3 separate regions of the Mus musculus genome follow, and all the other regions are linked to region 3. A link is a contact called in public HiChIP or PLAC-seq data. All regions are on one chromosome and are shown on one strand. Each heading gives the region's core, a stretch centred on a gene start, on an enhancer-like site or on the middle of the called end of the contact. The rest is flanking DNA. Distances are from core to core; before and after follow the strand shown. Region 1 overlaps Kcnma1 (potassium large conductance calcium-activated channel, subfamily M, alpha member 1). Region 2 holds the start of Dlg5 (discs large MAGUK scaffold protein 5). Region 3 holds the start of Kcnma1 (potassium large conductance calcium-activated channel, subfamily M, alpha member 1).

Region 1 (4,298 bases), core at 863-3,362, 230 kb before region 3:
GCTTGTTCCTTCTCCAGAAATCTCTCCTCTCTAAGCATGCGACCTAAAGCTCTGCTTCCCCCAAAGGCTCAAACTATTAAGGACTCCAAGTAATTTAGATAAGGGCAAAGGCGTAAATGCTCTCTAAGTTTCTCACAAGTGCAGTGTAGGACTGTTCCACCTGCTTTTTGGACAGCAAAAAAACACAGACTACGTTTTCACTCTGAGTCAGATGTCCTGGCTCCCTCACTTTCGTTTCCCTCTTGTTTGTTCTGGCCTCAAAATTCTTGGCCAGAGTGAGCTCTGCTCAGTATAATATGTGACCCCTGGCCACAGTACCACATGGCCATACCTTACACAGCTCTTCTATGACCAGGCTCTGTGTCCTCAGCCAAACTGCCAATCTCCCTAGGACATTGTCAGGTGCTTACACTTATTTGCCTTCCCAGAGGAAGGCTGGGAACTTGTCACACAGAAGGTTCTAGGAACCGGTGAACTGTTTGGTCAGTGACTACTATCCATACATTCACTCATAAAAGGGCTGGGCTGTTACCAACCTCTCCATCTCTTTCCTGCTCCTCAGTCTGGTCTAGGTTCCAGCTCCTGATACCATGACAGATGGACCAGCACGGCTTTCTGTCATCTCAGGCACTTCCTGCATTCTCCCAGGCTAATCACAGAAGGTGACATGTGATAGAAAACTCAACATTTGTACTCTCAATGCAAAGCATTTTACTCCTTGCTCCCCACACTCTACCCAGGCAGTTTACTGAGCTCAGAACTCCTTTCTTCTCAGGCCTGTGCCCTTCCTTGAGTCCTTTCATATCCCTCTACTTTGCCAAGCTCCCCATCCCCTAACCCCCTTCCTTCTCTGACCTCTTCCTTCTCTTTGCTTTTACCTGTCAAATGGCAGCGCAACTGTTTGTCAAGGTTTATCTTTCTCCTGCATGTCAAGCTCCTCTGTGTCCAAGACTGTGCGATCTTCTTCCGTGGCCCTGCCCAGTTCTAAGTCACCCTGACATAGTTATATCACAAAGCTCATTTCTCCAGTGAGGAACAGAAGTGAGGTCAGTAGACCTCTGTGCCCAGCAGGAGAGCAAAAAGGAACCATGGGGCAATTCCCCGTGGGAAGACTTGGTGTCACCATCAGATTAAGACAAGGAAAGGCAGTGTGCCCTGTTAATGTCACAGGTGGAACAAGATTTACCAAGCCACCCAGAGAACTCTCTAGGGGAAAGAACCTCCAGCTCATTACATATTATGAGTGAAAATGCCCAGATTTTGAAGAATAAATGTTAACACTGGGTTCATGAAGTAGAAACACAAAAGATCCATTTCCACAGAAAATGTCATCTCAAAGTTTATATCTGTATTCGCACCATAAGACATCAGCTTGCTTTTTTGCCTAATCTACCAATTTCCTCCAACGCTTTATCTCAAGTGACTAGGAACCCCACCTTGCCATCCCATTGCAATAAGCTAAGGGCACTATCTGACGCTGCCCATTCTATACTTGCATCAGTCACGTTTCCAATGTTTTGATTTTTGTGCCTTGACACCCAGCCTGCTGCCAAATCTGAATGTGGGCAAATCCCTCTCCCCTGCTGTAAAAAGAGCTCGCTCAAAAACAAGCTTTGGTGAGATTGTAAAAGCCCTAGGAATCTCTAACTTTAAGGCAGAATGTGAAATTAATTTCCACATACTACTGAACGTCACCTTGAATGATTTTCAAAAACAACTAACACTCACAAAGCTTTAGACATACAAGCATGCACAATTAATTCTCTTAACAGTGTATGAGGCTGTTGCTTCCAGCCCTAATTACTGACGAGTGAGGAAGGCTGAAGCCATGTTTTTTAGCCAGGTCCACACCCCACTCCTCCCTTCCCGTGTTTCCTTCCATCTGACTTTTCACTTTTATGCTTCTCTATTTTTTTAAGCCATCCACTTAACAAAAGACAAGATGGTGTCTGTCTTCCCACTAGATTGCTCTCATGGACAGAGATGGCCTTTAGAAGAGGAACCTACAGATCACAGTTGGTGGCTTAAAAAGTCCTGGTGGAAGAGTCTCCATTCTGAGCTCACCCTTGTTGATTCAAGCTGGACTATTTATAGATGAATCAACAAACCTCCTCAGCAGACAGAAGGAGCCACAGCCAAAAGCCTTGCAGTGGAGGAGGGAGACACACACAATGACCATAGTGGAAAGCCACTGGGAAGATATGAGAAGTACTCTTGATGATAGGACACAGAAACGGGGACCAATGGGCCTCTGTTTATGTCAGCAACTAATTCAGTATTTCTAGTTTCTCTCTTCTACGTACTTTCTTTCTTTCTTTTTCAAAAACAATTTTTATTAGATATTTTCTTCATTTACATTTCAAACGCTATCTTGAAAGTCCCCTATTCCCTTCCCTCCTCCCCCCGCCCCACCCCCTGCCCTGCTCCCCAACCCACCCACGCCCACTTCCTGGCCCTGGCATTCCCTAGTACTGGGGCATATAATCTTTGCAAGACCAAGGGCCTTTCCTCCCTTTCTTTCTCACCACCAAACCTTGACAATTTATGTAGCAGAGATCAACTGTTCTCCAGGTACAACTAAGGTCCATCCTACCCTCTCAAAAGGTAGTATTGCAAGTAAGGAGAAGGTTCCCACCGTCTCTAGCCCCAGCTTCCCTTTCTCAGCCCACAGATCTGAGTTAATCTAAGCTAGTCTGGGTTTACTCTAAAGTAGTTGCCAGAAGATGTTACATCAAAAGCCTGGCAAATCCCAAATATTTAACAACTCAAATAATCCTTCCATCCATCAGTTTGGTAATTCTATCCACCAAAAAATAAATAACAATAAAATACAAAGCTATTAGAGTCTCCTTTTTGAGCTGCCAGTCTCATATAAACATGCCATGGCCATTTACAGCTTGCAGCTCGCTCCTCTCTAAACATTTACACATTTCTCCAGCTCGTAACAAATCCTCCGCCATGTGATTAAGTGGCAGGTCACAAGGGTGGGATGGCAGCAAGAGTTTGAGTTCAAAGCCATCTTTGGATGTTTCCCAAATTTGGCTTCATTGGTTTCAATGCCACCCTCCCACTTAGTGAATCCAGTGATTACTGGTACTGTGGGCTCTGGCATCATGGGCCATAGCATGCTGAGCCATGGCATCTTGGGTCACACATAGTCTGTCTACACACTGTGTCCTTTTATAGGTCTGAGTCAGAAGGAACACAGACCCGTAAAGGCATAGAGATGAGGCCATATTACACTGAGCTCTATGGGTAGCTGCTGGGGGTCTCCATGAGCCCTGAGCTCATGAGCTTGGCGGGTGCCAGCAAATCTCAGACTCAGATCCCCAGGGAGGCAGCTTACATGGTATCTTTTAGGGAAAGGACGTGCTTAAATATGGCTTCCCCAGGTTCACAGTCCTAAACCACACACATGCAACAGCCCTGCCCTTTAAGAGTACACATTCTCAGCCTCCTAGGGGACTTCGGTGGTATTTACAGAGTGTAGCAATTAGGATAAAACTATGTCCAACATAGGAGAGCTAAGAAAGGTCATGAAAAAAAGAAGGCAGGTGGGCTGGGGAAGTAGTGAGGACTCTGTGGAGGATGGAGAGAGATACAGCACTTGTAGAAACCGCTGGGGCAAAGAACAGAAGGGGAAACTAGTGATGGGCAAGGGAAGCAAGGGAAGGCTGGGGGACTCTAACGAACCCTCCATCACCCCTGCTCTACCCTCAATGCCACAGACTATTCTAAACTTGGGAAAACAAAGTACCTTTAGAATGGGATGTGAGTGTGGGTCCTAAGGTCTTCCTAGCTAGTTTTATGGTCCCTGGGCATAGTTTAACATGGCAGAGTCTCACCTACTTCCTTAGGAAAGCAGAATGGGTACAGGGACTCACTGGCAACTGCAGATCTGATATCTGCCTGGGTTGATTGACATGATACCTTGCTACAGAGTTCTGCATGAGACTCTGGGGTGCCAGGGTCTGAGCCACAGCTCTGCAGGCACCTTTCAGAAAGGGTACACTGCCTAAGACATTGACGAAACCCTAGTATGGGCAAAGACATTTCCAAGGAAGCAGTGGTGGGGCTCAGTTACAGAGAGATGTGCAATAGGGGCCACACTCTTTGGGGGGCAGTCTACCTCCTACTGTTGATTGACAATAAGATAACATTCAGTGTCAGGTGATGTGTGACTCTGCTGCCAGACTCTTTAAAAGAGGTCCCACGTTCTCTAGGGTTGGTAGAGGTTTTCCTAACCCTGCTTCACACTTGGCCTCTGTGTCCCTCACATCCTTCCCTCTCCCCCTTGG
Region 2 (4,273 bases), core at 1,636-4,135, 240 kb after region 3:
AGTATTACCAAGACACATGGTCACCCACTGACTCACATCACACGTCACACTAGTCACCAAAGCCTCCGGATGTTGTCTTGCCGTATCAAGTGCTACCCCAATTTCTTCTAACCTATTAAATAAAACAAACTTAACCTCCTTGACAAGTATTTTTCTAAGGATTTCATGAGCCTCTTTGAAGCAATAAAATTCTGAAGTGTGGGGAAATGGATTTTAAAAATCACAGCCCTAGGGATAAATCTCAGCCTTATGGTATCCCATTCCTTAGAGGGCAAGAGACGAACCTTAAAGATCAGACCAGAGGTCCCACCTTCTCTACAGGGCATGAGGGATGTACTTAACACATGGCCATCTGTCCTCTAGTTTGTGGTAGTCTAGATATTAATCCTAGGGCTGATACTAGCACATCCCCGTGAGGACTTCTTGGCTGCCCTCTAACTTCTGTGCTTCCTCAGACGGACTTCTAGAAGCAAATCTTTGACAAACTTCTTTCTTCAAAGATATATAGAAGTAGTTAGAATGAAAAAGGTATCTGACGAGGTCCTTTATTCTCTCAGCTGCATTCGAGAGCCTCTTCTAAGCAACTTCGAGTCATTCAAAAGAGACTACTGGCTTTGCCCAGGAACTCCATTAAACCATACTTGTAGGGACAGCATGAAGGTCTGGGAGACAGAATACGAAAGTCCAAGGGAAGACAGAAGGGCATCCATGAAGTGCTCTGTTGTGGGGCAGCAGTTTAGCCTCTCTGTATATCAGTTCCCTTCAGCTAGAGAAAACAGGGTTGAAAGGACTCATGGAGATGAGGACTGCTACCAGAGACACCTAATAAAACCACTCCCTTTATAAGGATAGCTTTTAACAGTCCCATAAACGGGTCTCCTCAACCTCTGGCCCGCACGTTGCTAAGGGCAGTTTTATTTTTCCAGCTCGCTTCATTCACTGGTCTTTTACATGTGTCTTGATTGATTTTATTATGTATATTGATTCAACTTAAAACAAGGGCAAGACACACTTGCTGTCTCCAGGCTCTGAATATGTTTTTTTTTTAAGCAATAGACAATAATTCAAAACTCTTAGCATTCAATCCGTTAAACATTTTAACCTCTGCAGGCCAGTTTTCTCTCTGGCAAAGCAGGAATACTGGATAGTTCACATGCTGTTAACAGCGATTAAATGTGATAAGGTAGAGTTCCTGCCACAACAGACACCATACATGCCAGCCCTCATCCTTTCTCTGTACTATGCCTTCTTCCTTGTCGAGGAGGCTGGCTTCTCTCTCCACAGCCCAGTCAGGACAAGCCTACCACTAGTCGCAAACTCCAGCAGCACCCCTCCCCCTACACACACTTACAACTCAGTCACTTCCAAGAGCAAGAACACAGGGGTTCCAAAGGGCACCACTCAGAGGTGCTCAGCTCTCCTCCACCGGGAACTCAGAACTCTCCGGGAGGGAACCGAGCCACAGCAACCACTACTAAGATTTTCCCATGGTGCAATGCAACTTCCTCAACTTTTCCGGGCCCACAATTTCCAAAGAAACCGGGGAAGGCGGTGTGCATAATTCACAGCAAATCTGGGCGAGTTAGGAGACTGAGGTCCAGGGGACGAGAAGGAAACGGGCACGGACACAAAGTGAAAAGACACGAGTGACCTAAAGAGGGTTGCAGGGATCAGAACTTAGGGGATCTTCCCCTGGCCTATATTCCCTTCCTGCGGATTGCAACCCAGGGCTCCCGAAGGGCTAGCCGACCGTGAGAAGCTTAGAAAGGGGGCTGACCGACATCCTTCCGAGGTGTCTTCCGACCTCCGCCCCGCCACCAGACCTGGTGGCTTCCGGAGGACTCTGCAGCAGTAGCAACAAGGAGAGGAAAGACAAGGCTTTCGGTGAGGGGGTTATTGTTCCCAGAAAACCGCAGAACAGAGGCAGGAGGTGTGAATGAGGTTCCAGGCATCCGTCCCTCCCCGGGTAGGATAAGAGAGAAGGTGTCACCCGCGCCATACAGGTAGAGCGGTGGCTGCGACCTGAGCCTCGGCCCCCCCAACCCCCTTGGTGAGCTGCAGAGAGAAGGGGTGGCCGGAGGGCAGGAGGGGCCGCGCGGGACTGCCACTCACCCGCGCCCTCTGTAGACTGCGGCGGCCCGACGACGCCGTTCAGGTAGAGAATAGGCAGCAGGTGAGGCTGAGTCTTCTCCAGGGCGGCGCGCAGGTCCTGGAAGTGGTCCTGCTCCTTGGCCAGGAGGAGCTGGAGCAGCAGCTCCGCCTTGGCGCCTCCCGCCTCCTCGTCCAGCTGCCGCCGCTCGCCGGGGCTCAGCGCTCCTGCTGCCTCCAGCAGCCCAAGCACGGCCTCCACCTCGGTCATGGCCTGGGCCAGGCTCTGCTGACACTGGGCGAGCAGCTCCCGGCGCTGCGGCTCCATGGTGGCGGCCCGCGCCGCCCCGCCCCGCCCCGCCGGACGGCGCCGGGGCTTCCCGAGGCCGGCGGGCTGCACGCCGAACTGGGCGGCAGCCTAGCGCGCCGGGAGTCGCGAGGCGGCGGGGCCCATGGGCCGGGGCCTGCGAGCCTCGGGGCCGGGACGATCGGGCAGCTCTCAACGGCCGCCTCCCGGGCTCCGGGGCGCAGCCATGTTGGCTACGGCGGCGGCGGGACTGGAAGAGGAGGAGGAGACGGAGGAGGAGAAGGAGGAGGCGGAGGTGGGGACGGCGGCCGGGGCGCGCCCCGAGGCCTCGCAGCAGCCAGGCATGCCCCCTCCAGCTCCGCCTCCGCGCCCACCGCCCCGCCGCACACTGCGATCGCCGCGGGGGGAATTGTCGCCGGGCGCCCGACGGCTCCGGCCCGGCTCCCCCGAGCTCCCACACCGCCGCCTGCACAGCCGCGGTCCGCCCCTCTGGCCTCTCTCCTCCCCGGCCCGCCTTCGGCCTGGAGGAGGTAGCAGGCAACTGAAACACTGGGCGAAGGGGAAGGGTCCGGACCCCACCGGCCCTTAGTCCACAAGGTACTGAGAGAAACTGCTCCTACCCTGTTCACATACTGCCCCTAGTCCAGAGTCTTCTAAGAATTCTAAAACAAACCAAGGACACAATGCAAAACCCTCCCCCACTTGGTCATTTCCAATTTAAAGACCTCTCCAGAACTTGTCCCCATTCCAAGATTTTCTTAGAAAATCTCCCAATAAAACCCCCTAACCTGCCTCACAGTTAATAGCATCCTGCACACCTGTATCAGAGCTCCAGAGTCAAAGGCAGTGGATGTTTGCAGGACCTGGGTGTGCATAAGGAGTGTTTGCTGTGGGCTCTTGGAGATTTCTGTCAAGAAAAGTGCTCCTTGGTGTCGCCCCAAGATCATAGCAAATCACAGAGTTACCTTGCTTCCCATAATGACTTCAGCTCAAGACCGTCTACCTTCTCCGACAGTTCTCTTCTTCTTCTTCTTCTTCTTCTTCTTCTTCTTCTTCTTCTTCTTCTTCTTCTTCTTCTTCTTCTTCTTCCTCCTCCTCCTCCTCCTCCTCCTCCTCCTCCTCCTTCTTCCTCTCTCTCTCTCTCTCTCTCTCTCTCTCTCTCTCTCTCTCTCTCTCTCTTTCTCTCTCTCTACAATTGCATACCTGGAACGGAATCTGCATCCCAGGGAAGAAGACTGCAAAGTTCTGCGTTCCAACGGCTGGCTTACTTTCTAAGGCCGGCCAAGAACTCTTTCGATGGCACCGTTACCAAAGCAAAGACATCTCAAATGTCCTTCTTTGACAGAAGCCAGAAGCCATGTTTGTTTATAGAAACAAACTCTGAATAGTGATTAGACCAAGAAGACCCTCAGAATGATGGTGGACGATGTCAGAATGATGGTGGAAGAGAACCAATTACATTCCCTCACCTAGTATTTTTCAGGAGAAGGGGGATGAGAAGAGCATCAAACCAGGGGTTCTCAGCTGTAGCTTCATGAGCAAGTTCAGCAGGGTCTGTGTGGCGCTGAAACAATCTCAACACTATTGTGAACGTGTGTTTTCTGGGCTGGGTTTGATAGCTTTATCATTTTTTAAGGCTTCTATAACCCAACATGGATTCCAATATGCTGGAGCAAAACCATTTGAAGATCCCTCTCTGATCAGATAGCCTGGGCTTCTGTGACCAAGAAGATGACCTAATTATATTCTGTTGCTCTGGCAAATACCATGACCAAAAGCAATTTGGGAAAGAAAGTATGTATTTTAACTTAACACTTCCAGGTCACTGTCCCATTGCTGAGAGAAGTCAAGATAGGAATTCTCACTTAGAGCCAAGGG
Region 3 (4,215 bases), core at 850-3,349:
TATAGGAACCTTGCTTAATCTGAGGGCTTCTCTGGAAGGCCATCGGTCTTTCTCCTTGAAAAGGAAGGGGGAACCTCCATCCTCAAGAAGGGGACTCTAAACAAAGCTCACCTGTCACCATTGGAGGCTTTCAGAGCAATGCCAAGAGGAAGCAAAGAAGGAAGGGTGGTTTTTTTCTTTTTCCTCCCTTATTCCAACACACCAGTATTTTCCAAAACACAAATGTGCTGCCACAAAACACAGCTGAGCCCAGCACCTACGGTGATGTATAATTAATGACAGAGAGTGCTTCGGTTGCCCTTGGGTTTCATAGCCTTCCCCCTTAGCCTAACTCTTCTCTTTAGCAGCTGTACGCTGCTACAAGTTGCTGAGCCCTGTGACTTCTCAAGGGGGTCCCGGATGAACTTTTCTAGAGCAGGTGTGAACATTTGGGGACCAAGATGAGTGTCTTGCACAATCCCCCTAGAGATATCCTCTGTCCAAAAGTATGGGTGCTATTCTGTCCTCTTGGATGAGAATTTCTCTAAAAGACTGCACCCAGTTCAGCTCCTCTTTTTTCCCAGTTCTTTCTTTTATTCATTCTGTAGTTCTCGCTCAAACATTGCCCACCCCCGGTCCACCGCCCCCCAGCAAGTGCTAGGTGGTGGGCAGGGACCCCTCTAGGGAGATGGCCACAGCCCAGGAGTAAAGCCTAGCAACCACACATCTGAGATGTGAGTCCTAACACTGTGGGCGACTCTGCCAGGAATAGCTTAAGACGACTTCTAGCCACATCAAGTGCCAAAAGGGGGCTTAGTGAAGCAGAGGTCCCTTGGACTCTTAGGAGTGCAGCCCTGGTGCTACAGATTGGAGCTGCTGGCTGTATTTGTGGGGATCCAAAGTTGATGGCCTGGGAGGGGAGTGTAGAGGTGGCAAAAGTACTTGGGGTAGGGTAATGTTCCACAAAGAAAATGTAAGGGATGGAGTGGGCGGTGACATCAGACTTGCAACCATGCCACTTTTAGAAAGTGACTCTCCATAGATTGACCCCATTCTAGGATGGGTCTTCCCAACTTTTTATTGATCCGTGGGCCCCCACTTTCTCCATGATTTCCCCCCCAGAATTCCCAGATGCAAAAGATTTTCTCCCTAGCTCAAAGGATTCCCCCTTCTTTGGGACCCCAGGAACTGATTTCCTCAACAACAACAACAACAACAACAACAACAAAAGTATGAGCTGATCTGTCCCAACTAGTCCACCGTGAGGAGTCTGGCCGCAGCCAGTGAGTGGTGTCCCGCACGCACCCAGGGTCTTTCAGCTTCCTGTGTCCCTGCAAGGTTCCTTCTCCACACTCCGCAACAACGTGCCCAAGAGACACATGTCCCCCCAACCCGGGTCCGGCCATAGTCACCAATAGCCCTACAATAAACAGAGAACTAAAGCGGGGGTCTGCGTCCTGGAGCGCACCTGCTGGGGTCAACTCCTCACCCCTGGCGCACAATCCGAGGGCACAAGGAGAGGGGAGGGAAGGGCAAGCGGCGGGGACAAGGCTGGCAGGGACAGCAGGAGGCAAGACACAGTGCGGAGCTAAGAGGTGGGCTGCGGGGGACGCCGAGAAACGGCTGGGATGGCGCAGGGGCGGGCGCCCGGGGCGCGCGTTACCTTCGTCTTGCCCCCGCAGTGGCAGCAAACGGTCCACAGGTACTTGAGCGTCCGCCAGAGCAAGATGATGAAGAGGCCCCCGAAGAAAGTCACCATGGAGGAGGCCAAGAAAGCCCACCACATGCGTTGGCCCCGGCTGTCGCACGGCACCTCCATGGTCACCGGTATGATGAGCGCATCCATCTTGGGCTCGTGGACCGAGGACGAGGAGGAAGAGGAGGAGGAAGAAGAAGAAGAGGAGGAGGAAGAGGAGGAGGAGGACGCGTCTAGGCTGAGATGGTTCGCGTGGATATTGCTGCTCATTCTAAGACCGCTGCCTCCGCCGCCGCCGCCGCCGCCGCCGCTGCTGCCGCCGCCGCCGCCGCCACCGTTTGCCATAGCTAGCAATGGGCGGCAGGCGCAGGGGCTCGAGGGAGCTCCTCCCGCCGCCAGCGCCACCCCGAACACCCATCAACAGCCATGTTGCTGCTACTGCTGCCGCTGCCGCCGCCGCCGCGGAGCGCCGGGAGGGGGGCGGGGAGGCGCCTGGGCTCGGGGCGCTGTGCGCGACCTGGCAGGGTGTGCGGAGATATATACAGCCAAGCGCCGCCGCCCGCCCTCCCCCGGGCTGCCGGCCGGCCCGGGGGGGGGAGGGGATGAGGGAGGGTGGCTCCCACTCCCCGACCCCGGCCCCGATCGCCCCCGGGGCTGCGCGGAGCACCGAGAGCCCAGGGGGCGCCGCGGGCGGTCCGCGCCCGGGGTCTGTGCCTCCCGAAGCTCCGTGAGCGCGATCCCGCGTACCCTCGGCGCCGCCCGGCCCGCCTGGCGTGCGCCACGCGTGTGCGCTGCGCCCGGGCCCGGGGTCTCCCGCCCGTCCCCGCACAGCTCTCTCGGGTGATGAGGCGACAGCTCCTTAGGATCGGAGAATCCGCGCCCTCCCGACCGGGCGTGCCCGCGCCACCCTTCCTCCCCGGGGCTGCGCTCCGCTCCTGGATCGCCGCCTCCTGTGCTCGCGGGGCCGCGGCAGGTTGGTTGCGGCGGTCTGCCCTGCCTCCGCGGCCAGCTAGCCGATGCTCTGCGGGACCCCTTCGGGCCGGGTCTCTGTGACCCTGAGCTTCCTCGGCCTCCGCTCGCTTCTTCCTCCTTGCCTCCTCGGGCTCCTCCTCGTCCCCGTTCTCGCAGCCCGAGCCTCTTCGGCGCGCGCCCCGCGCGCCCCGCAGCCGCCAGCAGTGGCAGCTGCAGCAACTGGAGCGGGCGCGGGCTCAAACAGCCCGAAGCGGGAGGGGAGGAGGCTTACCGGGCTAACTCGCCTCGGCTTGGGGCTGTGTAGGGGCAGCAGGTCATTTGGCAGTGGTGGGGCATGCGGCCCCCCATCTTCCAGGATGTAGAGTATAGCGCCACCAGCCTAGAGGTAGGACTTTGCAGGTGTTGCGCCCCTCTAGGCTCAGCAGGGTACCAGAAGGGGAAACCACCAGGTGTCTGGGGTAGGCCGGTTTTCCCAAAGGGGCCCCTAATAGGGAGAGGAGTGGCTGGTTGTCAGCTAGATTCAGTGGACTTATTGCCCCTAGATTCTAAGGCTTGGAGACTAAGGAAGACCCTAGCCAGTACAGTACACCTGCTGACAGAGAGTTCACTCTTTCGTTTCCAAGATGCCACGTTGTGAGTTGCTGATGAACAACTGGGGCATCTGGAAGTCTGTTGGTAGTCTGTGACCTCTGACAGCTGCAGGTGGGTTTGTTGGTTGTTGTTGTTTGTTTGTTTGTTGTTTCCTTATTAAGCAAAGATGACAGCAGCCTGGTGGTTGGTGTGGAACAAACTGGGTAGAAAAGGAGGTTTCTTAAAGGGCTGCTTCCTAGTTCTTTAGACTCGTGTGGGAAGGGCAAATGGATGACGGGTACTCTGCATTCAGGCTTGCCTTTCTACATTTCTGGTCTCCCGTTTCTCCCCTTTAAAGGGAAGGAGTCCAGGATTGTTCAGCAGCCCCTGTCCCCCGCCCCACCCCCAGTCCCCCTATCGTTGCACACAGAAACTTCCTCCCTCTGGACACTTCTCCAGGCTGGCAGCTGGACCACAACTTTTTCCTGTGCTAATTAAAACCAAGATGATCACTCTCCCCTCACTGCCCACAGTGATTTCCCCAAAGTTTCCAGCTCATTAGTTATAGTCTAATTGGAATTCTCAGGTTCCTTTCAAGACTCTTCATATGGTAAACTGGCCCAAAGGAGCCTCCTTACCTGAACAAGCTGTCTCGACCTAAATCATTGGTCAGCCACACCCTGGCCCTAGGATACAGAGGGCCAAAGAAGGCCAAGCCTGGCAGACACTGAAAATATGTGAGTCTCAAATTGGTTGGTACATTCCTTGGGCTCAGTATACATATCCATTAGAAAAGACTTAAGGTCAAAATCACCTCCCCCATAAAATAGTACACAACAGAAGGCCAGCAAAATGGCTCTGCTGGTAAAGGTACTTGTCTCCAAACCTGACCCCCTGCGCCTGATCCCTGAAATTCACAGAGTCAAAGGAATAAGCTAACTCCTGTTAACCATTCTCTCATGTCCATGTGCATGCTATGGGGCACACTCACATTTACA

What was found. HiChIP or PLAC-seq counts read pairs in DNA pulled down with a chosen protein or histone mark.
Region 1: a contact with region 3 is called in an H3K4me3 HiChIP or PLAC-seq map of microglia, with 7 times the contacts expected there. The contact joins the enhancer-like site here to the promoter of Kcnma1 in region 3. A contact is called at or near these places in 1 of 39 promoter capture datasets (cancer-associated fibroblasts), 37 of 484 Hi-C or Micro-C datasets (the AtT-20 cell line, LSK cells, the N1E-115 cell line and 18 more), 19 of 115 datasets of contacts at active chromatin or transcription factors (SST interneurons, craniofacial prominence, differentiating embryonic stem cells and 13 more) and 4 of 9 other capture datasets (adipose tissue, embryonic stem cells, liver and 1 more).
Region 2: an H3K4me3 HiChIP or PLAC-seq map of embryonic stem cells shows a contact between it and region 3, with 6 times the contacts expected there. The contact joins the promoter of Dlg5 here to the promoter of Kcnma1 in region 3. A contact is called at or near these places in 3 of 484 Hi-C or Micro-C datasets (all in embryonic stem cells), 1 of 115 datasets of contacts at active chromatin or transcription factors (embryonic stem cells) and 1 of 9 other capture datasets (adipose tissue).

The regions. Positions count from the first base shown.
Region 1 is chr14:23,772,624-23,776,921 of GRCm38.p6, forward strand. The region is part of intron 2 of Kcnma1 (potassium large conductance calcium-activated channel, subfamily M, alpha member 1); the gene reads right to left. Among named protein-coding and RNA genes, the nearest start is that of Gm51422, 120 kb to the left of the region's middle. Within about 2 kb of position 2,113, at least 9 of the 459 cell types and tissues checked have an H3K27ac peak or open chromatin away from gene starts, as enhancers often do. A contact at or near this core is called in the AtT-20 cell line, microglia, pancreatic islet and 1 more, where this site is marked.
Region 2 is chr14:24,243,035-24,247,307 of GRCm38.p6, forward strand. Dlg5 (discs large MAGUK scaffold protein 5) reads right to left here and starts at 2,886. Exons shown (of 32, transcript NM_001163513.1): 1 at 2,113-2,886. The coding sequence starts at 2,416.
Region 3 is chr14:24,002,106-24,006,320 of GRCm38.p6, forward strand. It overlaps Kcnma1 (potassium large conductance calcium-activated channel, subfamily M, alpha member 1), which reads right to left and starts at 2,100. Exons shown (of 28, transcript NM_001253364.1): 1 at 1,643-2,100. The coding sequence starts at 2,020. It overlaps 4930519K11Rik (RIKEN cDNA 4930519K11 gene), which reads left to right and starts at 2,886. Exons shown (of 3, transcript NR_131107.1): 1 at 2,886-3,032; 2 at 3,190-3,349; 3 at 3,576-3,732.